2 separate regions of the Danio rerio genome follow, and region 2 is linked to region 1. A link is a contact called in public Micro-C data. All regions are on one chromosome and are shown on one strand. The core of a region is the stretch at or near the end of the contact, and the rest is flanking DNA. Distances in the headings are between cores, read along the strand shown. Region 1 holds the start of LOC572670. Region 2 holds the start of si:ch211-241b2.1.

Region 1 (7,031 bases), core at 2,653-5,152:
TATTATTCAATATATCATATTATTATTCAGTATATCATATTATTATTCAGTATATCATATTATTATTCAGTATATCATATTATTATTCAATATATCATATTATTATTCAGTACATCAAATTATTATTCAGTATATCATATTATTATTCAATATATCATATTATTATTCAGTACATCAAATTATTATTCAGTATATCATATTATTATTCAATATATCATATTATTATTCAGTATATCATATTATTATTCATTATATCATATTATTATTCAATATATCATATTATTATTCAGTATATCATATTATTATTCATTATATCATATTATTATTCAGTATATCATATTATTATTCAAAATATCAAATTATTATTCAGTATATCAAATTATTATTCAGTATATCATATTATTATTCAGTATATCATATTATTATTCATTATATCATATTATTATTCAGTATATCATATTATTATTCAGTATATCATATTATTATTCAATATATCATATTATTATTCAGTATATCATATTATTATTCAAAATATCAAATTATTATTCAGTATATCATATTATTATTCAAAATATCATATTATTATTCAATATATCATATTATTATTCATTATATCATATTATTATTCATTATATCATATTATTATTCAAAATATCAAATTATTATTCAGTATATCAAATTATTATTCAGTATATCATATTATTATTCAGTATATCATATTATTATTCAATATATCATATTATTATTCAGTATATCATATTATTATTCAGTATATCAAATTATTATTCAGTATATCATATTATTATTCAGTATATCATATTATTATTCAATATATCATATTATTATTCAGTACATCAAATTATTATTCAGTATATCATATTATTATTCAATATATCATATTATTATTCAGTATATCATATTATTATTCATTATATCATATTATTATTCAGTATATCATATTATTATTCATTATATCATATTATTATTCAGTATATCATATTATTATTCATTATATCATATTATTATTCATTATATCATATTATTATTCAGTATATCATATTATTATTTATTATATCATATTATTATTCAAAATATCAAATTATTATTCAGTATATCAAATTATTATTCAGTATATTATATTATTATTCAAAATATCAAATTATTATTCAGTATATCAAATTATTATTCAGTATATAATATTATTATTCAATATATCAAATTATTATTCAGTATATATTATTATTATTCAATATATCATATTATTATTCAAAATATCATATTATTATTCAGTATATCATATTATTATTCAATATATCATATTATTATTCAGTATATCATATTATTATTCAGTATATCATATTATTATTCATTATATCATATTATTATTCAGTATATCATATTATTATTCAGTATATCATATTATTATTCAAAATATCATATTATTATTCAGTATATCATATTATTATTCAGTATATCATATTATTATTATTCAATATATCATATTATTATTCAGTATATCTCATTATAGTTCAATATATCACATTATCATTCCACTTATCATTCATATCATATTATTAATTTATAACAATAAAAATAATAAATTAAAATAAACTGTACATTTAACAATCAACATTTTAGAATAAAACAGTAATAAAAAAACAATAATAATCAGTATATTTACAATGATTCTCTCTCTCTCTCTCTCTCTCTCTCTCTCTCTCTCTCTCTCTCTCTCTCTCTCTCTCTCTCTCTCTCTAGATCCACGCAGTGTGTTTTGTGCTCTTCAGAGATTTGATCTTCAGCTCTCACTCTGCGGGCACAGAGTCACTGCTCCCCCTAGTGGACACAATTGTATAGCACAAGAGCACACCTGACAGCATTGTACGTTTTTTTACACTAAAACACTGTACAGTGTGAAGGTTTTCAGTTTACTGTTTCCTGATGTCAGTGTTAAACTTAAAAAAAGGCCATGAGTTAATGTATTTCCTAACATGAACAAGTGCTGAACAATATATTTAATACAGTATTTATTAATGCAAAGCTGTTTATTAATAGTTCTCATTAACTCACAGTGCATTAACCAATGTTAACACGCATAGATATTAATAATGCTTTAGTAAATGCTCAACTTTGATTAAAAAATATGTACAAGACTGTTTATACTTTGGTGGTAAATACATTGACAAATATTAACTACTGGAACATTATTGTAAAGTGTGAGCCAGTGTTTAATCTTCATTGTAAAGGATCTTTAGGGGGTTTCTTTTAAGATTTAAGTGTGAAAGGATTTCACTATACTTAATTTGTTTTATAATAAAAATCTTTGCTATCTTTTTGTAAGTTCCATACATTTGTAAAATGTGTATATATATATAATGCTTTTTATACAAATAAACTGCCTCTGAGAGGTGCATTAAACCTGATCATATCTCCACTTTGTGCTCATATCATTTCTTTTATTTCTCAGTTTTTAAAACACTCTAAATGGGGACTACTACAGAAGTTGTTAGAGACATTTAATGTATATTTCACTTCTTAATCATGCAAATTTGCTGTTAATTTACTCAGACTAAACCCATCCAGATTGCAGGTCACTTTTTTCCAGCAGAACATTAAACAGAGAAACATGCTGTTCATTTACTAAGTCTAATTCTTAGAATCAAATAGTAAATCAGGGAACACAGAATTAGTACCCATGGCTCCAGACAATAGTGCAATGTAATGTAATGTGTATTTATTTAGCATGCTTATAACCATACACACAAGTGCTTCACAACAATGGGAGGTATCTCCACTCCACCACTAGTGTGCAGCTCCACTTGGATAATGTGATGGCAGCCACAGGACAACAGCGCCAGTGCGCTCACCACACACCAAGGCAGGGCCGGAGCAATCTAAACTGGCGCTCTAGGCAAACGCTGATCATGCTGCCCTCAAAGTGAAAACGAGGGACAGGTGTGTGAGTACACCTACGACAGCGAGTACCGTTGAGGGGTTATCGCAGACGAAAATTAGGACCTGGAGGAGGGATGTCGCGGACACCGTCCTCCTTATCCTGCGGCCCTAGGCGTCCGCCTGCGGCTCTATCACTATCTCTCCAAACCACCTACAGGGCCGGCGCGTCCATAGAGGCGACTCTGTGGTTTGTAATGTAATGGGCAGCACAAACGTCTTGATACCTCAGGCTGTTGATGTTGATCATCCACTCTGCAGATCTCTCGCACGCCCCCATACTGAATGTAACCCCAAACCATGACTTTTCCTTTACCAAACTTGACTGATTTCTGAGAGAATGTGGGTTCCAGTAGGTCTTCTGCAGTATTTGTGATGATAGGGACGCAGATCAACAGATGATTCATCAGAGAAATCCACCTTCTGACACTTTAAATGATCAACTAAGACAAGTTATTATACAGATTTTTGTCAGGTAGAGTATGTATTTCAGTTTACTTTGACATTTTTATTCCCGTTTTGTTTTGTTTTTTGTTGGTGTTGTTGTTTGTTTGTTGGGAATATTTTGACTGAACATATTTTTATTTTTAGGATGTTTTCTAATTTTTTTTATCTAAACATTATGCAAAGGTAAATTAAATATAGACATAAAGGTAGAATATTTTTCACTATTTCATAAGGAAAATAATTTTTTGTTAGCATTTTTGATCTTGTAAACTGACTTATAGGTTGTTGTGGGTTAAATTACTTTTACTCTGGCTAATAAAAGGTCATACGTTTTGAGTTATTTTGTATTTAATGAATTGTATGAACCAAAGGCGTTTGCTGTAAGTCGATGATACACACACACATATGATATGTCCATATAAACATACAAACTCGAATGTGTCGAGTGGGTTCAGGATTCGAGTTCCGAGTGAAACCGATTCAGTATTTTGATTCATTTAAATGAACCGACTCTTAAGAGTCATTCGTTCGGGTGTCTGAAACTGCATGCGCTCATTTCATATCTAATTTAATAGATTTATTTCTCACAATATTTGAAATCATTTAACCTGGCGATATTTAGACAAAAATGTTTTACGCAATCTATTCTCATATTTTATTATTTAAACAAAACACGTAAATCTAGGTAATTCAGAGGAGTGTAACGTAAGTCGTGTGCTAATGAAGCTTCTCCCACAGCTATATGAGTTTAAATGCCGAGGAATATCCTCCTCATCTTCCCACAGCTGAAGCAAACAGGAGGAGAAACAACTGACATACTATAGTAAAGATGGAGATTGAGGAAGAACCCTGCAGAATAAAGGGGGAAGAGACAGAGGAGGCAATAGGTTTGTATTTTTCGTTGTTCTGTTTAACGATTGACGATAAACATTTAGATGGAAACTGACATGTAACAATACTGAATGGGTATATAGATATTATTGGGCACTTATATTCAATGTATAATAGGCTATTCGCGCCCATTTAAAACGAACTAGCGCCTTAAACAGCTTTTCAAAATCCTGCCGCGCAATTCACATTATTTTATTTTAATACTTAGATGTTCTACATTTTAAATCGTTGTTAACTGGCATAACTGAACTCTAAGCTTGATTATTGTGTATATCTGGATATGGATAGGATATATGAGATGAGAATGTGAATCTAGCAGCTGAGCGTTTCGCTGTGCGGAGCGGTCGCCATATTAGGGGAGGCAAATAATGTAAACAAACACAAAATCACCACACAATAAAAGTCTAACTTTTATGTAAAAACTATTTAAAACTTGTACTTCAGATTATTACTAAAGTCTATTTACACTGCAAATATTCATTTGGTGTTTAGAGTGGTTCACTAAGATAAGAAATAAAATGTATAACGGTGGATATATCATATAGCTTGATACTGAAAGTTTACTGTTACCTAGCCATATAACTATAAAACTTAATTGTTTAGAAAAGTTGTTTTTGACTGTGTTATGAAGCCTAAAAGCAATAACTTCACTTGAAAAGTGCAAAATTGTCTATAGAGGAAAGCAAAGGAGTGGATATTATTATCATTATTAGCCTATTATTATCTTTTTTACATGGCTAAAACACAAGAGACAGAGATAATGACAGAGACAGGAACCTTCTAGGTATATATTCTTACCTTACTTGTGGAGTGAGCATTTGCAATTGAAGGGATAGTTCACTCAAAAATTTAAATTCTGTCATCATTTATTCATTAAGCACAAAAGAAAGCTGGAAACCTGTCACCACTAACTTCCATAGTTTCTGCCGAGTCTTAAAATGTCTTTAATCTCAAAATCCAAATTTTAGGCCTCAAATTAAAAAAATAAATAAATAACCTTAAAAAAAAGTCTTCAATTTACTGAAATATTGTGTTGTAGGTCTTAAATCTTTTTTAAACGGGTCCTAATTTTCCTTTGTTTGTGTTTTGCTACATAATCTGGCCAAAATACAATCCCCAACATATCATCTCAATAAAACTTTAAACTTTTTATTTAAAAAGGTAGTTTTTAACTTTATTTATCCTAATGGTTTAAATATTTTCCTTACAATAACATTTGTTTAAAAGTTCTCCAATGTATTTCCTGCTGAGGACACCGACCTGGACAGATTGTTGTGCATAGATTTAGTTTATTATCATTTTTTAAACTTTTGTTCATTTTTTTTATTTTAAAGAGATATTATGTTGAAAAAAAGTGTATGGATACAAGTAGAGCTTGCTTGTTTTTACACAATATTTAAATATTTAGCTAAATCTAAAATATTTAAATTGTTTATTATTAATGCATTATTAAATGTATTAAATTCTAAGACTTTTTTAAAAGGTCAAATAAAAAATCTTTTCCATCTGGGCCATTAAAAAATCCTTAGCCTTTAGCCCTTCATGAGTCTAAATTCCATTCATTATGGTCTTTAAAATGCCTTTAAAGGTCTTTAAATTTAACTTGATAAAACCTGCAGAAACCCTGATAGTATCTATTTGTTTTTCCTACTAAAAAGGCAATGTTACTGTTTTATTGTTTTCTTACATCTTAATTTGTGTTTAACAGAAGAAAGAAACTCAAAAAGGTTTGGAAGCACTTAAGGAAGAGTAAAAAGTGGGTAAACTGTCGCTTTAAGTGCAAATAAGTGTATGATAGATTCATGTATAGGCTATCAAAGATTACTGCCACAATGTCAAAATTCTATAATATAATATAATATAATATAATATAATATAATATAATATAATATAATATAATATAATACAATATAATATAATATAATTAATATAATAATATAATATAATTAATATAATATAATATAATATAATATAATATAATATAATATAATACAATATAATATATTATAATATAATACAATATAATATAATATAATTAATATAATAATATAATATAATATAATTAATATAATATAATATAATATTATATTAAATTATATAATTTATGACAAGCAAAAATTCATGTTTTTATGTTTGCTATTAGATAAACTGTTTTCATTAACAAGATTTTATTTACTTTTTTACTTATTTATTTATTTGTTTGTTTGTTTGTTTGTTTGACATCACAATTTCACTGGACAACCAAATGCATTTGTATAAGTGTTTTAGCAAACTTGCTAATTCTCAACACCTGTCCACAGGAGGCTTGACAAAGTTGACAAAATGAAAATATAATAAATACACAACATTATAATTCTTTACATAAAATTACTGTAGGCAAAAGCAAAGGCGGCATGCTCCAACAAACTAATAGTAGACTATTTGTGCAAACACTGGTGTTTTGTTTTTAACCACTTTTAAACACTACAAAAAATATCAATATTACTTTATTTTAGGCTAACAGGTAAATCATTCCACAGTTTGGCTCCCTTAACAGAGAAAACAGATTGACCAAATGAGGTCTTACACTTTGGCACTAGACAGTCACATTTAGCATCTGCTCATGTGACTCTGTGAGAGATTTGTTGCCGACTGATTAGATCTGACAACAGCATTGGAACATGATTATTTAAACATTTAAAAACCAATTTAAAATAATTGCATTTAATACAAATATCAAAACTGAAAAGGTTATGTTTACA
Region 2 (7,343 bases), core at 1,911-4,410, 210 kb after region 1:
AATACATGTTTAATGTGTAATGTAGGGATGCTCGATTTTGGGACAAATCCTATTCACAATTATTTTGGTCATAATTGTAATCACGATTATTCAAAACGATTATCAGTTGAAGTTAAAATTACTAGCGCTCCTGAGATTTTTTTTTTTAAATAAATATTTCCCAAATCATGTTTAACAGAGCAAGGAATTTTAACAGCATTTCCTATAATATTTTTTCTTCTGTCATTCATTCATTTTCTTGTCGGCTTAGTCCCTTTATTAATCTGGGGTCGCCACAGCGGAATGAACCGCCAACTTATCCAGCAAGTTTTTACGCAGCGGATGCCCTTCCAGCCGCAACCCATCTCTGGGAAACATCCACACACACATACACACACACATACTCATACATACGGACAATTTAGCCTACCCAATTTACTTGTACCGCATGTCTTTGGACTGTGGGGGAAACCGGAGCACCCGGAGGAAACACACGCGAACGCAGGGAGAACATGCAAACTCCACACAGAAACGCCAACTGAGCCGAGGATCGAACCAGCATCCCAGCGACCTTCTTGCTGTGAGGCGACAGCACTACCTACTGCGCCACTGCCTCGCCTTTTTTCTTCTGTGAAAAGGCTTATTTGTTTTTTTTTATTTCAGCTAGAATAAAGCAGGTTTAAATATTTTGAAACCCATTTTAAGGTCAATATTATTAGCCCCTTTAAGCAATAAATATTTTTGATGGTCTGCAGAAGAATCTACTGTTATACAATGACTTGCCTAATTAACCTAATTAAGTCTTTGAATCGCACTTTGAATCTGAATGCTTATTTTTTGAAAATAGTCTAATATTATGTGCTGTCATCAGAGCAAAGATAAAAGAAATCAGTTATTAGAAATTATATTAAATTATTAAAAATATTATGATCAGAAATAAGTTGAAAAAAAATCTTCTTTCCATGAAAAAGCATTGGGGAGGAAAATTGCTGCTAATATTCAGGAGGGCTAATAATTCTGAGTTTAACTGCATATATACAGTTATTTTCCACCCCCGAATGGAAAGAGAAATGAATATAGTAGAATAAAAATATGAAACAAACTGTGCTTTAAGCATCTTCACTGTAAGAAAAACACTTTAGCAACAAAAGTCCTTCAGTCAAAAGCACTGAGGGATTTTCTTGTATTGTTGTTTGATTGATTATAAAAACAGGCAGCAGCAGGAACATCGCGCGCTTTCACTTTAATGGTTTCTCTTTCACGTGTCTTTTGATTCTCAACTCGTTTATTTATTACACAAATGAGGGTTGATATGAATTATCACTAAACACCGCGTTTTGACACCTATTTGACCATTAAAGCGCTCACGTTAAGATTACTTTAGATGTGTGCGCTGACAGCGCTCTGCTCGTCTCAGTGTGCGAATGAGACTGAATGCTGACCGCATGCTTATGTGTGTGTGCGCGCCGCATGCACACACACACATAAGCATGCGGTCTTTCGCGCTGCTAAGTTAATAATCGTTTATCTCGATTAATGGTTTTTCATAATCATTAGATGCTAAAATCAAATTTAAAATCGATTAATTGCACAGCCCTAGTGTGATGAGAACTGTTTAAATATTCTTTATTAATACTGTTTAAAAATGTGTGTGGTGATGGAAATGACAGTGGTGGAAATGACATTTCAACAGTTTATTGTGAAAAAAAAATAAAGATAGCTTCACCGATTAGCTTTGAATTGAAACTAGCCTTTCATGCACACAAAACACTCTTATTTACCTTCATTTGGTTTGGTTTTTAAAAACATATATAAGGTACAACATGTTTGTAAATGACGTAGAATAAATGTATTTTTTTTTATCAAGCAATATTTACCTTGATTTTTATTCAAGTGTTGCTGGTAAAAATGTAAATTCTCTCCATCTTGAAGATGTTCTCAGACATCACTATTAATTTTCATAGAAACCACCTCAATAATCTCACACAAACTTTTTAAAGTTACATTACAGTGCTGGAAATGACACTGATACTGTGCGACAGCTATATTTTGTATAAAAGATAACATTGATAATAGTCTCACATTAATAACTATAAAATATTTAACTTATTTCACTAGTGCTTAATTAAGATACATTAATAGATACCAGATAAATAATATTTTAAAATGTTATTTTCATTGTTGACGTTTATAACTGGGTGTGCGACAAGGTGGAAAACAGTGATTTTGACAACTAAAAGGAGGTTGAATAATATGAAAATAATATGATAGAAAGGTAGTAAATGTTTTAAAAGTAGGTTTTATTGTTAGTTTGACAAGGAAAGAGGAATTTGAACAAAAATATTTGTATTTTTGGATGATCAAAGGACATAAAAGTCCCCATAGTTGAAGAATTACCCATATATAATATATGGTTTGTATTGTTATAAGTAATTTTTCACATTAATGTTCCTAAGCAGTCATTAAAAAGAAAAACTAATTAAAAATACAAACCTATTTGTTCCTCTGCATCCTCCTCTTTTATTCTGCAGGGTTCTTCCTTAATCTCCATCTTCACTATTGTATGTCAGTTGTTTCCCCTGCAGTAATTCCTCCTGTTGGCTTCTTCTTCAGCTGTGGGAAGATGGTAATATTCCTCATGAAATAAACTCTCATCATGTGTAAATATATAGATAAGCTGGTCAATTTCAAGTTGGATATGATGAAAGTAATCAACAGGAACATCAGAGTTCGATCTGTTTCCAGTAACCGCTACTGATGATTGTTTTGATTCACTAAAATGAACCGACTCTTAAGAATCATTCGTTTGGGAATCAAACTCGAGCTCCATACGCGAATGAGTTGAATTTCCCCAATAAAATAAAATAAACACACTCACAAACTGGTAAAAATCTGATGTAAAGTAACTCTCCATACACAAATTGATAAAACAAGTTCACAGCCGGTGGGTTTAGCAATGCGGTTGCTATTTAACTGCAGACTATCAATACTAACGCACTGTCCGTCGTCAGTTTCGTGTATAAAACAGTCAATAATTAGGATGATACAGATTACCAGCGTAATAGTATTTTTCCTTACGTTTGTCAATAAGAAATTTAAATATAATTAAGTTAGTATGCCATAAAATAAATCCGGGGAAAGCTGATTTACTCACCGCCAGCTTTAGCACCATATGTTTTGTGCATCAGTTAAATTGTTCCGTGTTACTACATATCCATATAGTTCCCTCTCTTTGTCGGCTTTAAGAGATGGTTCACCCCAAAAAAAAAAAAAAAAAAAAAAAAAAATCTGTCACCATTTACCCACCCTTTTACCTTTTTCAAACCTTTATGAGTTTCTTTATTTTGTTGAACACAAAGAAAGATATTTTAAAGAAAGCTAGAAACCACTGACTTCCATGGTATTTCTTTTTCCTATGCAAGTCAAGGGTTACCGGTTTTTATCTCTCTTCAAATATCTTCTTTTGTGTTTAACAGTAGAAATAAATAAAGGTTTGAGGCTGAGTATATTAAATAAATTTTTGTTTTCCTTTTAAAAATAAAAATATACTCATTGTTTACCCAACCAAAGCTCAATACAGAAACAGGACCCTCTTTAACAAAAGCTGGTAAAAATATCTAATTTTCATTACTTCAGAATCAAAATCAGATTCATTTTTATTGCCAAGTGTGCTTCACACAAACGCAAGAGACTTATTTTGGCTACAGAAGCTTCCAGAGGGGTCAGGCCGGCACTAAACTATTAAGAGCTGATCTCCGACCAGTAAAAAGCTGAACCATGGAGGCATACATAGACACAAGAGATAATCTGTTGTTGAAACTCAGGGTTGTTTCTTGTACAATCAGCTGTCTAATCAAACTGATTCAAAACTGGTTTAATCAACATTTGGCTACAATCTCCTCACTGCACATGAGTCTGCACTGGGGCTCTATTTTGAAGATCCATGTACAAAGTGCAAAGCGAAGGCGCAAACGCATTAAGGGCGTGTCATAATCCACGTTTGCTATTTTAAGGATGGAAAAATCCGCTTTGCGCCGTGGCGCATTATCTAACAGGGTTGAGCTTATTCTCTTAATGAGATATAGGTGTGTTTGGAGAATAAATCAATCAGAGTCTCGTCTCTCATTCCCTTTAAAGGGCCATGAAACCCCCTCGTTTCAGCAGGGTGTTTTCACACCTCTACTTTGGAAAAAGACAGAAAAGTGGGCGTGTCCAGCTCTGTTTAGGGGGGAGTGTCGGAGGAGCAAAAGAGGGAAGGTGTGGGAGTGTCTATTTGACCACGCGCTGAGTTTCAGAGTCTACACACACACACACACACACACACACACACACACACACACACACAGGAGAAAGTGACTGTGTTTACATGGACATCAGTAATCAAATTATTTGCCAAATTATTAAAGGGGTGGTCCACTACGATCTCATGTTTTAAACTTTAGTTGATGTGTAATGCAGCTGTGTGAACATAAACAACATCTCTGAATGTAAAAAGTTCTAAGTTCAATGCAAAGGGTGACCTTGGTTTTTACAGAGTTAGCTTAGCAAAGCCTACAATGAACGAATTTTGGGGACTACAAAAAAATACTTCCGCCCCCTGTGACATCACAAGTTCGTTTACTGCGCATCCCACACTGCGCATGTAGGTAAGGGGCGTGGCCAGAAGCACTGTAAAGGCTGATTTCTACTTCTGCATCAAACACCGGCGTATGCTACAGTGCTGGCGCATAGCACCTCTCGTCATAGCATGACGTGCACCTCTGAAAAAATGTAACTACACGTTGCAACAACGCGTAGCGTAAGCTCTGTGATTGGTCGGCTTGGTAGCGCTGACGAGTCGGGTCGGGACCGAGAGCCGCGCGAATGGCGCGAACCCAATGTTGCATGTCCGCCGGTTCCTGCCTCAAAATGAGCGAGTTTGAGCCACTTGTACAACCAGGAAGTGTTCAGGAAACGCAAAACAGCAGCAAAGAAACTCGACACAGAGGAACATTTACACCTCACTGCCAACTAGCGATTCGGAAGTGTTAATGCAGTCCAACAGAGACAGCGCGCAGAAGTATAAATGCACAGCTACGCGCGTTGCCTGCGAGGTGAGTTACGCCGGTCACTTGACGCAGAAGTATAAACCAGGCTTTACGTTATAGCAGAGATGACGCAAAAAATGCGTCTAAACACGGCTGTTTCCACAGAGCTTCGTCTGTTTCTGTATTTGGGCTTCTAAGGACACGACACAAAGACAGAAGTGCTTACAGTTCAATATTAATTATGTTCCAGAGAATTATAAAACACACAGCAAGCATGATTTGACAAAACAGCTCCAGAATCTCTCCCAGTTCAGTGCTGGATTCGGCTAAAATCTCCTCAAAGCAGAAGTTGTAAGCTACAAGTAAGTGTTTTTATTTAATAAAATTGATCATGACATGTACAGTGTCTAGCGTTAACGGTATGCTGTAGCAATGATGTAAACAATGTGAAATGCTGCTTTGCGGGCAAACGATTTAGCTACAAATCCTATCATTCATTTTCATCCACTTTTCCAGGGCCGGGTTGTGGGGGCAGCAGTCTCAGGAGAGAACCCCAGACTTCCCTTCTCCCAAGGCGTTCCCAGGCCAGCCGAGAGACACAGTTCTTCCAGCGTGTACTGGGTCTTCCCAGAGGCCTCCTCCCAGTGGGCCATGCCTGAAACAGCTCGCTAGGTAGGCATCCGAAACAGATGCCTGATCCACCTCAGTTGACCTCTCTTGATGTGGAGGAGCAGCGGCTCTACTCCAAGCTCCTCACCCTATCTATAAGTGTGTCCTGCTGCCACCCTGCGAAGGAAACTCATTTTGGCCGCTTGTATCTGAGATCTTGTCCAAGACTAGACACATATACAGACTAGGCCCACACAGAATCTGCGCGTACAGAAATCCGCAGATCTCCACATTTGTTTAGCCCATCCTTGAGTCCATTCACTTGTGTAAATGTGTGCATTTATAATTATTCCACTTTTAATTTCAGTTATATTATTGACTAATATGAAAATATTCACATGATTGTTCCACAATACAGTATGTAAAGTAATATTTTCTGTCTTTTAGTAGATGTATATTAATGATAGACTTGCTTTGTTTACCAAATAAGTGGACCTGGATGGATTTGCATGGTGAACATTAAATAAGTTAAAAAGCTAATATTTCTTATACACTGAAAATTGTTGCATGCAGAACTGTTGCAAACAATTCATTTGTGTTGAATTTAAACAAACAAATTAAGTTTAATAATGTTCAACTTAATTTGTTTGTTTAAATTCAACACAAATAAATTGTTTACAACCACTAAAGGTATATATATTAAAAAAAATCCAAGGAATCATCTTTGAATATTTATTTTCAGTGTATAACGTTTTTAGTTATAATACTCCCAAAATCATAGCAAATAAATCAGCAGATTTTTTACAAAATTTTCAGCAGAAATAACTAAAAATATCCGCAGATTCTGTCTGGCCCTACTCATGACCATAGTGTAAGAACACTGAAAAAAGTGTTGCATGCAGAACTGTTGCAAACAATTTATTTGTGTTAAATTTAAACAAATTAAGTTTAATAACGTTCAACTTAATTTGTTTGTTTAAATTCAACACAAATAAAATGTTTACAACCACTTAACGTAAAAAAATTGAGTAAATCCAAGGAATCAACTTTGAATAATTTTTTTCAGTGAATGTAGATTAACTGGTAATCTTTTGGCTTTGCTCACAATGGACCGCTACACAACGACCGCATTACTGCTGCCACTGGTCACTCACGTTCCATTCTTCACTCACTCCTGAACAAAAATAAATAAACAGGTACATTTTGAAAGAATTAGACCAAGTATTTTAGTCATGTATTGCATTTTATTTCTCCGAGTTCCAGTACGTACAGTCAGTGCATTACAGAACATTTCAGAAAGCATAGCTATAGAATATCACTATTAATAAAGCCATTTCACACTGATAATTACGGCGGCAGAGAGAGCTTAATGAATTACAATGAAAAAAATAAACACCAGCAAATTCATAAAAAAAATCTTAAAATCACATTAAGTAATGTAAAACACATTTAGAAAATATGAGGAATATTATTACAATGCAAACAAATTAAGAAAATGCGCTACAATTTCTAACAACACATGCAAATAGCAGGGAACACAATGGAAAAATGTTTTAAGGGGACCCAAGAAAGCCACAAACCCGGCTGGGATTTGATATTGTGCCATGATTATTGCTTGTAGAAATTGGAAATTTGACTATTTATTTTAACATTCTAATTACACCATTCCATTGTCTTTTGTGTATCATTAGCCTAAATAACCAAACCTAAATAGCCGGAGTAGTCATG

What was found. A called contact is a pair of places that touch in the nucleus more often than the background predicts.
Region 2: a contact with region 1 is called in a Micro-C map of caudal fin, with 5 times the contacts expected there. The contact joins the promoter of si:ch211-241b2.1 here to the promoter of LOC572670 in region 1. A contact is called at or near these places in 2 of 18 Hi-C or Micro-C datasets (caudal fin and hematopoietic stem cells).

Annotation. Positions count from the first base shown.
Region 1 is chr21:2,726,135-2,733,165 of GRCz12tu, forward strand. LOC572670 reads left to right here and starts at 3,903. Exons shown (of 2, transcript XM_021468946.3): 1 at 3,903-4,286. The coding sequence starts at 4,229. si:rp71-1h20.3 (a long non-coding RNA gene) reads left to right here. Exons shown (of 4, transcript XR_222769.6): 4 at 1,759-2,423.
Region 2 is chr21:2,934,226-2,941,568 of GRCz12tu, forward strand. si:ch211-241b2.1 reads right to left here and starts at 3,161. Exons shown (of 3, transcript NM_001017868.1): 1 at 3,134-3,161; 2 at 2,473-2,592. The coding sequence starts at 2,530. All of the region lies in intron 11 of cert1b (ceramide transporter 1b), which reads right to left. It also overlaps a transcript of zgc:66483 not described here.